3 separate regions of the Sus scrofa genome follow, and regions 1 and 3 are each linked to region 2. A link is a contact called in public Hi-C and HiChIP or PLAC-seq data. All regions are on one chromosome and are shown on one strand. Each heading gives the region's core, a stretch centred on a gene start, on an enhancer-like site or on the middle of the called end of the contact. The rest is flanking DNA. Distances are from core to core; before and after follow the strand shown. Region 1 holds the start of POM121C (nuclear envelope pore membrane protein POM 121C). Region 2 holds the start of HIP1 (huntingtin-interacting protein 1). Region 3 holds the start of NSUN5 (probable 28S rRNA (cytosine-C(5))-methyltransferase).

The links. Hi-C and Micro-C count contacts between places; a contact is called where the count stands out from the background. HiChIP or PLAC-seq counts read pairs in DNA pulled down with a chosen protein or histone mark.
Region 1: a Hi-C map of embryonic fibroblasts shows a contact between it and region 2, with 1.6 times the contacts expected there. The contact joins the promoter of POM121C here to the promoter of HIP1 in region 2. A contact is called at or near these places in 11 of 47 Hi-C or Micro-C datasets (embryonic fibroblasts, fetal heart ventricle, heart right ventricle and 7 more) and 2 of 2 datasets of contacts at active chromatin or transcription factors (alveolar macrophages and skeletal muscle).
Region 3: an H3K27ac HiChIP or PLAC-seq map of alveolar macrophages shows a contact between it and region 2. The contact joins the promoter of NSUN5 here to the promoter of HIP1 in region 2. A contact is called at or near these places in 8 of 47 Hi-C or Micro-C datasets (liver, mesenteric adipose tissue, omental adipose tissue and 4 more) and 2 of 2 datasets of contacts at active chromatin or transcription factors (alveolar macrophages and skeletal muscle).

The regions. Positions count from the first base shown.
Region 1 is chr3:10,607,671-10,612,048 of Sscrofa11.1, reverse strand. POM121C (nuclear envelope pore membrane protein POM 121C) reads right to left here and starts at 2,974. Exons shown (of 14, transcript XM_003124420.5): 1 at 1,550-2,974; 2 at 163-378. The coding sequence starts at 2,121.
Region 2 is chr3:10,413,616-10,418,007 of Sscrofa11.1, reverse strand. HIP1 (huntingtin-interacting protein 1) reads right to left here and starts at 1,590. Exons shown (of 34, transcript XM_021086314.1): 1 at 1,393-1,590. The coding sequence starts at 1,512.
Region 3 is chr3:10,639,169-10,643,462 of Sscrofa11.1, reverse strand. NSUN5 (probable 28S rRNA (cytosine-C(5))-methyltransferase) reads left to right here and starts at 1,400. Exons shown (of 10, transcript XM_005661971.3): 1 at 1,400-1,538; 2 at 1,636-1,758; 3 at 2,716-2,890; 4 at 2,986-3,094. The coding sequence starts at 1,446.

The DNA.
Region 1 (4,378 bases), core at 1,725-4,224, 190 kb before region 2:
ATAGCCTAAGGCAAACTAAATAAAAAGATGATTGAACTACTAGAACTTGAGATTTCTCATTCAAATCTGCAGCCACTTCCTCTTCTCCTCTGTCAAAGGAATAACCACAGAATAATAAAGTGGATACAAACAGGAGTCTATTCTTCCAACGACAGTACTCACAGAGGGGAACGAATCAATTTGCTATCCGGGGGAGCAATCCTCACTGTCACTGGGCTGCACACCATTTTGGAATTGCGAGCGGATAGCACAGTCTTCTTGTGGCAACCATTCCAGCACACGGTGGGAAGTACCCCCAGCAAGGAATATTGGGCCTGCTGGATTGGATATCTTCTTCGAGGTGTTATTACAAACCGATGTGATAAAGTCCCACAATCCCTGTGAGGATGGGAGATACCAAATAAGCTTAAAGGAATGTCAGAAAATTGAAATGACTGAAAAACCACGTGGTTTCAGATATGTCACAGAGAGCTTAAATCTGTTCCCAAGCAACACACAGTATTTTTTGGCAACTTTCCTCATTTCATCTAAAGGCAGAAAGTGACAGCTGCTTAACAGCTGTCCCTACAATGGACTTCAACAATTTGAGAGGGAAACTGAAAACCTTGTCCACACAAGTAAACTACAATGGAAGAAAAGTGTGTGTTAGGGAAAAACTTCTCAAGAATGCTTCAATCTTTTCAATTTTTTATGCTAAGTTATTGGTATCATACCCCCCAAATGTATACATTTTTAACACAAAAATCATCTTCTCAACTAAGTCTACTTTTTCTGTCTTTTTTTTTTTTAAGGGTCCCACCCAAGATATACATAGGTTCCCAGGCTAGGGGCTGAAACCGAGCTGCCAGGCCACGCCACAGCAACACAGGTTCAGAGCCAGATGGAGCCATGTCTTCAATCTACACCACAGCTCATGGCAATGCCAGATCCTTAACTCATTGAGCGAGGTCAGGGATCGAACCTGCGTCCTTATGGATACCAGCTGGGTTCGTTAACCTCTGAGCCATGACAGGAACTCCTAAGTGTACTTTTCAAGAATCTAGTATTTTCACCAAATTTTTGTATTCTCTTAAATTATTCAGCTATTTAGACTAAATGAAATCATCTTCACGTATCAAGTTTTATCAGAGTTTTTTCATAGGAACAGCTCTTTGAGCTTGGCTAACCACAGAATTTCTCTTAGTGATCCAAAAAAACAAAAACCAAAAAACCTAACAAAACATATGATTACACTCGAAAAATAAAGCTATCTCCCCCAGAAGAAGGAATATTTATTTAATGGTTTATCCAGTACTCTACTAAATCTATACTGTATGAAAATTCCGTTTTAAGAACTGGAAAGAAAGGAACAGCTGTGGCATCACACCTCATTCCAAAGGGTAAAGGGGGCGAGCAGGAGACGGCTGACAAACATTAAAGTGTTTAAGAGGACAAAACGACACAGAATCCACTTTGACTTAATGAAAAAGAAAATCGGCTTTAAAAGTCAAGTCCTCAATTCAGTCTGTCGATAGAGAGCAGGGTGTGGGGAAGATCAGGGTCATCTTACCGGTGGGAAGGCCTCCTAGAGGGTCGGAGAAGAGGAGTGGGGAGGGAGGGTTGAGTATGAACGCGGTGGGGATGGGCTGATAGAGCTGGCGCCGCGGTGCGGGCAGGTGGGCGGCGGCCGGGCCTCTCCCGCACGTCCCTGGCCTCCGGGGTGGAGGCGGGCTGCGGGGGGCCGGGCTTGCCCAGGTAACTGCCCATGAGGAGCAGTTCAGCGGGGTCAGGTCCTTCGAGTAAGCTCCGCGGCTCTAGAAGATTTCCGTTTACTGCCGACTTGGCCGGGGGCGAGGCGAGCAGTGTTCGCTGACGGCGCGCGTTCCGAACGAGCGAGGAGAAGGCGCGCGAACTTCGGGGCTCGCGGCTCAGTCCCCACCAGGCCGCGGTAGCCCCCACAGCTAGCCAGGCCAGCGCAGCCGCCGCCGGCACCAGGTACAGCACGAGGCCGAGCAGCGACAGGCCGAGCAGTGCCGCCCCTGCCGGCCCTCCGCAGCCCCAGCCCCGGGCCCGACCGTCCCTGACACTCGCTATCAGCCGCCGCCGGTCGCCTCTTCCAGCCGCCGCAGCTGCCGGAGACATCGCGGCTCCGCGCCGCGGAGAAGACTTAAATATCCCAGCGTGCACCGCGCCGCGCGCCGCGTCACCGCGCGCCGCTTGCGTCACTTCGCACGCGACTTGTAAGAGCAACCGCGAGGGGCAACGCTTCTGCCTGGCAACGCGCTAGACCCGACCAATTTCAGAAAATGCTGCCTCGCTGAAACGCCGAGTTCTGATTCTTGAGGCTTCCCGCGTGACCACACGCACAGCACTCATCAAGAGGTGAGCCTGTTGGAAGAGTCACAAAAGCGACTGCTCACCTAATGTTTTCTAGCGGGCTCAACACCCTCTAGGAGATTGTTTTCAGGCACTTTTCACAATTGCTACCTGAGGTTGCGAGTTTTTTCAGTTACTCTGTTTTCTGCCTTCGGCAGAAACTGCTAAAAGGAGTTGACTTCAGCAACAATAAAAAGCAAGACCAACCCAAACTAACCACCCTTGTTAATATGGATCTCGTACTATAAACTCCCGATCAGACAGCCTAAGAGTCTAGTAAACTGCAGATCAGACCTGAAGCTGCAATATGTTTGTGTTTCTGCAATATACATCTCTAAAGGGGGACAATGATCTACGAAATTTCACACTGTGGTCCAGAATCGGGTAGATTTTTGGGATTTGTGATTAATTTACCTGTGTTAAGTTTGGTAGCCTGAGAGAGTAGGTTAGTGGTTGTCTAGGGCTGGGGAGTGTGTTCGGGGTTGGGGGATGGATAGTATCTGCTAAAGGATAGTTTCCTTTGGAGGGAGGGGTACAAAAATGTTTTAAATTAGATTATGGTGATTGTTGTATAACCCTGTGAATTGTATGGTTTTTGAATTATATCTTAATAAAACTTTCTTTAAAAAAGTTGGGGAGGGAGTTCCCGTCGTGGCGCAGTGGTTGATGAATCCGACTAGGAACCATGAGGTTGGAGGTTTGATCCCTGGCCTTGCTCAGTGGGTTGGGGATCCCGTGTTGGCATGAGCTGTGGTATAGGTCACAGACATGGCTCGTATCTGGCGTTGCTGTGGCTGTGGTGTAGGCCAGCAGCTACAGCTCCAATTAGACCCCTAGCCTAGGAACCTCCATATGCCATGGGTGCAGCCCTAGAAAAGACAAAAAAAAAAAGGGTTAAGGATCCGGGTTGTCATAAGTTATAGGTCACAGACCTGGCTCAGATCCCGTGGTGCTGTGGCTGTGGTGTAGGCCTAGCTGTAGCTCTGATTTGAACCCTAGCCTGGGAACTTCTATATTTAGGGTGTGGCCGTAAAAGACAAAAAAATAATAATAAAAAGTTCGGTGGTCTGCCAATTCAGGCTTTGGCCTAGCTCAGCTTCCTCAGCTATTCATTCATTCATTTCTTCATACTATTACTGATATACATTACAGAGATTAATGGGGGGGCAGAACACTGGGTCTCTGATCTCTAGATAACCTCAGTTTAGTAGGGAAGAAAGATATGTAAATAGAAAGTTGTAACAGTGGGATAACAGGCACAAAGAGGGAAGGAATAACGGGGAAGATAGGCTGGGAGGGGTTACTTGAGCTGAGAAAAGTGGCTTACAGGTTCAAGGTAGATGAAAGCATTTTTCAGAAGCACAGAGATGGAAAGTATGACACAGGAGTCTGCAAACAGTTCATTATAGCTGAGATTAGGGTTTTGGTGGCAATAGGGAGATGGGAAAGATAGGAAGGGCTAAGTAAAGATGCCTCTGGGGCAACTGGGAGAGACAAGTGAGCAGTTCTTTTCCTCCCCAACCCATTCCCAGGGCAATGATGCTTCTATTTGTTGAATATTCTGTGATTCCATTCAAAACCTCATTCGAAAAGGAAAGGGTTTGGGCTGTGTTACTTAAGGGAAAAAAAAAATCTCATCAGTATTGGTATCAGTGGAATAGTGGAACAAAAGCCAAGCTACAATGGGTTAAACAGTGATTAGAAGATGAGTAGATGGAGGCAATGGCTGCAAACTTCCCATCAACAAAATTCAATAATAAGAGAAGATGAAAGATAATATCTTTCTCAGCAGGATCCTTTAAATTATCACATGTTACTGTTCAGGAGAGGAGTTAGAAGTAAACCATCAGTGTACAGATGCTACAAGACTAAGTAATATTTCTTGGCAGTTAATTAAAGAGATCCAAGGCCTGAGCCCTGGGGCACCTCAACATTCAGAGGGCAAAGATAGAGACACACAAAAAGCACAAATCATTTAGTAAAATACAGATAAATATGACTACATTGAAATTTCACACTTCTG
Region 2 (4,392 bases), core at 341-2,840:
CTTCCTTCTTTTCTGCAGTCCAGCCCAGAAAGTCAGAGGACAAAACCTCAAACCTAGCTGGACCCTGGGAAGCGGAAGTGAACGGCCATCTCTCCCATCCCATCTGAGACAGGATGATGACCTGGAGGGGACACTCTCTATTTACATCACCCAAACACACCTGCGAAGGTCCAGAGGTGCCTCGAAAAAGAAGAGGATGAGGTCCCCTGCGACGAAGAGCTTTATTCTTTGCCAGATTCTATACACAGAACACTCAGGACCTCGAACTCTTTTCCATCCAAAACCCCAAAGCCCTTCCCTCATAGGGTACTGTGTTTGGAGGGGGAGGTGAGCAGAACACAGCAGGAGAATCAGCCTCTGGCAGTGGAGGCCCCCCTGGATCTTCAAAGGCTCCACTCTGAGAGCAAGAGTGAAGAACAAATCTGCCCATACAACTTTGGCACTGGTATTAATAGAAGTGCTGTGCCCTTCGAAATGGATTTTGCATACAAACGAGCCGAAAATATGTCAGCTTTATTCAGTCCAATCAATACTCCAGGCATTAAAACTCTGAGGTAAAAATGGATTGTGGCTTTTTGTTGATGACAGAGAAGAATTTTGGCCCCCAGCCCTGGTCAGGCTGGACAAATGGGGCAGCCTGCCGATTCGCTGTCAGGCACATTTTGGGGGATGAAACCAAAACCCCAACTCAGGGTTCTGGGTAGCTCAGGGCAGCTCAACTTGACCAGCATGGGGCCGTCGGTCGGAGAGCCTCGGACCCTGCCCCCCTGGCCGGCCCCCTCCTCCAGCCCCCAGTTATCGTCCAAACTCGGCCACACATCGCATTTCCTACATTCCTTCTCGCCGCTCAGACCCCTTCAGCTCGGCCCTCAGAGGCCGACAGCTGGGGGTGGTGTGAGCCAAGCAAGAGGCACAAGGAAGGGGGTGCTAGAGGTGGGGGGAATGTCAGCGCAACCCTGAGGCGACAGAGAAGGGAGCAAAGGGCTCCCACCCCTCAGACACCCGACCCGGCGCCCCACTGGTGTCCCTCAGCAGCTCCTCAGTGAGCTGCCCCAGACTAGGGGCACCCCTTTCATTCGGCCCCTTTCGGGTTCCTTCCCCCTCTCGCCGCTCCTGAGACCCCTCCCCTGCCCCGCCAGGACCCTCCGCCTTCGGCCGCGCAGCTGGCATCCTGCCAGCAACTCGGGGCCGCCCTGCCCTCTTCCCCAGATGCCCTCGGGGTCCCCGACCGTCCCGAATCGCCTGGACCAACACGCTAGATGAGCTCTCTCGCGGCCCCTAGCCCGGTCCTTCCCTGGGCCTGCAAGACCTCTACTCCCTTCAAGTCCGCCTCTGGACACAGAGTCTCGGGATGCCCCAGCCGTGCACGCCCCGGCGTCCCCGGGTCCTCACCTGAGTCCGCTCGAAGCTCTCCCGCTCTGCCGCCTCCATCCCCGCGCCGACCCCACGCCGGCTCAGCACCTTTGGCAGAGGGTTGGGTACCTGCTTCATGGAACTGGCCATCCGGTCCATGTCGCCTCGCGGAGCCGAGTCAGGGGCCCTCTGCCGCCCCGGGATCCCCACGGCGCCGCCTGCCCCGCCCTACCCGCTGGGATCCGGCGCTAACGGGACGGCTCCCTCCTCCCATTGGCTGAGAGCGCTGCTACTCTCTCGAGGCCCCGCCCCCACTCAGAGGCTTCCCCGCCCGCCCCCGCCCCCTCCGGAGCTCCTCCGGCGCGCCCCGCCCGCCCGGGCCCCCGGGACCTAGAGGCGAGAGCAGAGCGGCCGGGAAGCCTGTCAGTCACTGGGTCCCGCGGCTCCAGGCGGGGGCGGGCGAGGGGCGGGGCGGGGGCGGCCCTGACCTGCCCTGGCCAGCCCCTCGCCGCCCCACCGCCCCTCGCCCGCCCCTCCCCCGACGCCAAGCGCGCCGCTCTCCTCGCCCTGCCGTGGCCGCCCCTTCCTCTAGAGCAGCGCTCTGCTTGTGCGGAGGGTCGCTGCCAGGTCCCGGCTTGGTGGGCGGCAGCCAAGCTGGAGGAGAGTCAACGGGACTCCCGCAGGGAATCTGGGCCCGCCTGGGACTGGCCTATTTACTCGCTCGGGATGAACCAACTCGGCGGCCGAGTCCCGGGATGCGCTACCCCGAGGCCGGCTTCTGCAGATTGGGTCGGCTTCTTACAAACCTGGACGCCTTGGGTGGCAGCTCCCACCCAGCTCCCTTGCTTCTTCCTCATCCCATCCCTGCCCCGAATCCCTGCCCATCCCTTTTGTAATGATCGCGACCCAGGAGCGCTGGGCTGGGTCCGTGGAAGCCTCTCGACACCTTTCCAAACCTCTCATTATCTGGATCTAGCCAGAACATATCGTTGGTAGAATCCCCTGTAGACACTTTATATTTATCCCCGGCTCTGGGACAACCTCCTGTCCTGCTCAGACGTCCGCCAAGGAACCGAAAGGCGACAGGCAGAGGGAAGTGTGATCCCTTAGCCGAGTTGCTGAAGAAAGTGAAGTTTCCCGTTACGTGCCAATTTTGGTGTTTTAAAAATAAACGCTTTGAAACTCAGTAAAGAAAGGCATTACTTTTTTTTTTTAAACTAAGAGCTTTTGATAAAATTCACACATTCAATAGAGAAGTGGAAGAGGGGGTGGGCCTCTGCAGGCACTAGGGAGCCACTGAAGGCTTTTGCTCAGACCTGTGCTTTTCAGAGCTGGCATTGTGTGGACGGGATTACTGGGGGAGAGGGAAGTGAGGGGACAGATGGGGAGATTCCAGCAGTAGGTGAGAGACAATGAGGGCCTCCACCAGCAAGGAAGGGAGAAAGTTCAGTCCTGTGGGACGTTCTGTGAATAGGTTTGGACAAAGAGAACAGAGGGAGCGAGGAGGCAGTGTTGGGGCAGAATTTCTGTAGAAGAATTTAAGGGCGAGGTTGATGGACGGGAATTGTCTCAGGCTACATGTGCACAGCAAGCAAGCTGGTTTCACCTTGTCTTAGATTGTGCTAGTAGGGGAGGCCCTGGGAGTGACTCCCCTTGGGTTTCTCTGGGATGAGGTTAGCTGTCACCTCATTTTCCAGGCTTTGCTCTAATCTTGGGAGAGGAGGCACCTGAACAGAACTGTGGCCTAAGGTAGAAAATGGATCACTGAGAGACCCCAATCTCTAGATCTCCAAGCCTCGATTTCCTGCTAGTGCCTCCCATTGGCCAAACCAGCTGGAAGTAGGAGGGCTAGGGTGATGGTCACCCCTGCCCCCACCCCTCTTTCCAGGCTCAGAGCAGAGTGGAAAAGAGTGCAGGCTGGATCTGGAGATTCCCCGCATGGGGGCTCCCAGGAGTGTACCTACAAGGAAAACAGGTAGCTTCATAAGATGACCTCTGTGTGCCCATTCTTGGTCCTGCACCTGCCTGGTGCCCTGGACCCAGCTAAAGAGTGATTTATGATCCTTTGCCCAGAGTTTATGGCTTCAATAAACAGGGGCTTTTTAAACGGGGATTAAGGGATCAGCCTACTTCTTATTAGAATAAACCAGAGTAGGAATCAGGAATTTGTGGTTTGGAGGCACCCTATGGAGAAAGACTCAAGCTGGTTACCTTCCTCTGCGAAACTCAGAGTGAGTTAAAAATAACATTTCCCACTTGCCACAGAGCAGAACTCTTTGCCAAGGATTGAGGGGAACCCTCCCCTGGGATATAAACTTCAGGAATCTGCTAGTTTCCTTCAGCTCTTACTACCTCTCCCAGTAATGCTGGAACCACCTGTTTGATACCTTCTGGGGATGCCAGGTTTCCAGACATGGAATCCTACCTCTGGGAAACCCACAGGAGGAATGGTAATTGTCTTTTGACCTGTCCCATTCCACACCTAGTTTGAATCTGATTTTTTTTTTTTTTTTTGGCTACACCCAAAGCATGCAGAAGTTCCCTAGCCAGGGATCAAACCCATACCACAGCAGTGACCCAAGCCACAGCAGTGATGACACCAGATCCTTAACCTGCTGAGCCACCAGTGAACTGAGGGTCTGATTTAATATCTGGAAATGAAGATACGCAAGCTGACCAAACTATTCCTATGGGTCCCTAGAGTCTGAGCATACATGTTTTAATAGCTCAACGAGGCATAATTAATATACAGTAAACTGCATATATTTAAAGTATACAACTTGATGAGTTTATTTTTCCTTTTTTAATTAATAAAAATTGGGAAGGAGATACTTAGAGGCTGTGCAAATATCCTGTTTCTCCTTAAATGTTTGGCCCATCTTTTAATTGGGTTGGTGCGACCTTAAAAAAACAAAAAGACAAAAAAAAAAAAAAAAAAAAGACCCTTTTGTCCTTTTGAGGACCACATCTGTGTATTCCTGACCACATGACAGGGCCCGTTGGGCAGCCTCGGCCCATGCCTCCCTCATGTAGCAGTGA
Region 3 (4,294 bases), core at 151-2,650, 230 kb before region 2:
ATCCAACTAGGAACCATGAGGTTGTGGGTTTGATCCCTGGCCTTGTTCAGTGGGTTAGGGATCTGGCATGGCCGTGAGCTGTGGTGTAGGTTGCAGATGCGGCTCAGATCCTGCGTTACTGTGGCTGTGGTGTAGGCTGGGAGCTGTAGCTCCAATTTGACCCCTAGCCTGGGAACCTCCATATGCCGTGAGTGTGGCCCTAAAACAAGAAAAGAAAAGGAAAAAAAAAAATAGATGATTTGATGGGAGAAAGGAGGAGAGTTCCACTAGAAGGTCACTTATGAACCAACCTAGAGCCACAGGAATGGGTTAAACCTTTAAGTGACTCAAGTGATTTCAATGTAGACTAGAATCAAGCTTCCTGCAAAACGCTTGCTTATACGTTATTAGTATACAGAGAATATACAGGCTGGAATATTCTAGTTCACAGAGGCCTGCCTGCTTGAATGCTTGAGATACACATATACAAGGCTTTTCTTTTATTTCTTTTGCTTTTCTTTTCCCCAATTAACCCATTATGTATCAGTAACTACATGGGCGCTAAGGACCCATATAGTACCCAGTCCCTGTCCTCTGGGGGTGGGGGTGTCAGCCTGGGGAAATGGGCCTATAGATGAATTGTCACAAGGAATTCATGAAAGGCTAGCCTTTTGGAAACAGAGTGAGAGCCCTTCTCACATCATGTGCCAAACCCAATTCTAAATGGATTTAAGTCTGAAATGATGAAGCCATAAATGATTTCTCTATTGTATACATGTGAAGTGGTTTTCAAGTCTGACAGTAAAGGCCAGACCTTTACATAAAGGCAAAGATTTAAACAATTTGAACACCATGTTGTCCCAAACAAATATAAACCACAATAAAAAGCAACGATAAACTGGAAAAACGTCAAAACCTAAGATAAGAAGTACAGATATTGCTGGAGTTGCCTCCTGGCTCAGCAGGTTAAGGATCCTTGTTGTCTGCTGTGGTTCTGGTTACAGCTGTGGTGGGGGGTTCCATCCCTGGCCCAGGAACTATCACATGCTATAGGCACCACAAAAAAAAAGAAATTTATATTGTTAATACATAAAAGGCACGAAGAGAAAGACCAAAGACGAGTGAATAAGGCATTTACATGCCATAACAGAAGAAATACAACCAATAACATGAAAATATTCAACTTCAATCACAGAAATTAAAACAACAGAATCTCTTGCCTATGAGATCGGCAAAGATTGAAAGAAAAAAGCGAAGAGCTATGAAGACGTGGTGAACCGGACTCCTAAGGTCGGCCGTCTCCGCCGGGAAGGAGCTTGAACCCGTACAAGCCTCGGGAACACTTAAATCGGCACTGGGAATCCGGGTCCGGAAGCCCGTGCCCTTTGACCCCGGAAGTGCGGCCGGGCGGGGCGGTGCGCTTCACGACAGAGCCGTAAAGGCGCGCGCAGGCAGCAACGCGGAGCATGGCTGTGTACGCTGCGGCGGCGGCGGTGCTGGCGGGCGTGGAGAGCCGCCAGGGCTCCCTCAAGGGACTAGTGTACGCCAGCAGCTTCCAGGTAGAGGGGTTCGAGGTTTCGGCCCGGGAGGGAGCCCCTGCGGGGGGCTAGTCCGGTCCGGCCCCCTCCTCACCTGGGTCCTTTTGGCCGCGCGCAGAATGTGAAGCAGCTGTACGCGCTGGTGTGCGAGACGCAACGCTACTCCGCTGTGCTGGACGCCGTGATCGCCAGCGCCGGCCTCCTCCGCGCAGAGAAGAAGCTGCGGCCGCACCTGGCCAAGGTGATGGCGGGGTGGGGCGGGCGGGGCGAGCCCCTCCTAACCCGGTCCTAGCTCGGCTACCGTCCACAGTGTGACTCTAGCAAGTCTCTCCTCTGAAAAGAGGAGGCACAGCCCCTCGCCGGGTTATGAATTGAAGTGAGGCGAACAGACTTAACTTGGAGCCTTGTGTGAAAGATTAAGAACGGAGATGCAAAGTACAGATGCAAAGTAGTGATGGCAGGGGTTGTTGTCTTTGGGTGCACGATGCTGTTGACAAGGGAGGAGGGTTGGGATGCAGAGCTCTCCTGCTGAGGAGAGAAGCCGTGGGGAAAGGGTTCAGGACTGGGAAGCAAAGTACCAGGTTGAAATCATGTATCTGCCATTATTTCTTGTGTGATCTTGAGGAAGATATCTTTTACCTGTTAGTGTCTCCGCCCGCCCCGAACCCCCAGACCAGAGATTGAACCTGGGCTGCAGGGTCACAGCTGCGAATCCTAACTCCTAAATCCCCAAAGAACTCTCTGTATTGGGTATTTCTGTCTACAGTACACGGAGGTCTCCAAATCATACCTGTGAATAAATCTGTAATGAAGTCAAACGTCACTCTACAATGTTTTTTTCCTTAGATCTCTTTTTTTCAGCCACTATTTTGGGGGCACTTAAGCAGGAAGTTTGTAATAAGTTTCTAAGTGACTTTTGATCCTATCTCCTCCAGCTTTTTTCTGCAAATCACTATTCGTATAATCTCAAAGCCTCCATCAAAGTTTCTTCAGTGCCTCTCACAACAAGGCGAGGTTCTCTTCCTGAGAATCAAGTTTCTCCATGATACGGACATGACTTACTGGTGTCTATCAGGCATCCTCTCCACAGCACCTGTTACTGCCTTGACAGGTGGTTAGCCGTATCCAGTTCCAGCATATTTTGATGTTCCAGGGTATTCACGCTCAAAGTTTTACCTCTTCCTTTCCTCACCCCCAGGTGCTAGTGTACGAACTGTTACTTGGAAGAGGCTTTAAAGGGCATGGGGGCCGATGGAAGCCCCTGCTGGACCGGCACCAGGCAAGGCTGAAGGCTGAGTTGGCCCGGCTCAAGGTTCGTCGAGGTGTGAGCCGGAACGAGGACCTGTTGGAGGTGGGATCCAAGTCTGACCCAGGTGAGCTGAAAGGAGTTGTGGGGCTGGGGGATAGCCATCAGGCCCTCACCGGCGAGGGCCGCGTTCCCGCCTGCTCATTGCCGATTGCTTCCTAGCCTCCCAGGTGCCTCGATTTGTGCGGGTGAACACTCTGAAGACCCGCTCTGAGGATGTAGTTGATTATTTCAAGAGACAAGGTTTCTCTTACCAGGGCCAGGCTTCCAGGTGAGTTTAGAACCTGCTTGGCTGCCTTCATCCAGGGAGGTGCCTGGGAAATGGGGATTGGCGGGGAGAGAGTCAAGGTGGTTGTGGCTGCACTCAGGTTTTCTTCTTACTTTTCCAGCAGTTTCTCCATCACCTTTCAAGGCCTGTCCTCCTCCATCCCTTAAACAGTGATTCTCCTGGGAGCCTCATTTCGCATTCTTCTAAATGTATCCCTCGGTTTCTTCTTGAGTTCTGACTCCTACCTCTCACCTGATGACTCCATCTCCCAGTCTAGACATTCTCATATATGCCTACTTTCAGGTTAACATCACTGCTTCATAGACACCCCATCACAGCATTCATCTGAATTCATCTTTCCTTTGAATTTGGTACCTCTTGTTTTAAATTATTGCCATTATTATTTTAGCTTTTTAGGGGCCACACCCAAGGCGTATGGAAGTTCCCAGGCTAGGGGTTGAATCAGAGCTACAGCCACCAGCCTACACTACGGCCACACCAGATCCAAGCCACATCTGCAGCCTACACCACAGCTCATGGCAGTGCCAGATCTTTAACCCACTGATCGATGCCAGGGCTCGAACCCGCATCCTCACAGATATTAGTCAGGTTCTTAACCTGCTGAGCCATAATGGGAACTCCTGTTTTTAACTTTGTAAGGCACCTGCATATGTTTTCTCTAGTGACTGCATGAATTTGCATTGCCACAAGCAGTGCCCAAGTGTTCCCTTTCTCTGCATATTTTCCAACATTTGTTATTTCTTGTCTTTTTGATACTAGCCATTCTGACAGGTGTGAGTGATACTTAACTGTGGTTTTAATTTGCATTTCCCTGGTGATCAGTGATTCTGAATGTCTTTTCACATATGTTGGAGGACAGAGGGAACAAAAAGTGCCCATTGAACTGAGAAGGCATCTTTTTCCTTCCTTCTTTTTATTTAGGGCTGCTCCTGTGGCACATGGAAATTCCCAGGCTAGGATCTGAGCCACATCTGTGACCTATACCACAGCTCAGGGCAATGCTGAATTCTTAACCCACTGAGTGAGGCCAGGGATTGAATCCGCATCCTTATGGATACAGGTCAGGTTCCTTACCACTGAGCCACAATGGGAACTCCTGAGGAGGCATCTTGAGAGCAAAAATGAGGCCAGCAGCTGCAGATAATCAATAGATGGTTTGTTATAGGGTAACTTACAGCGTAG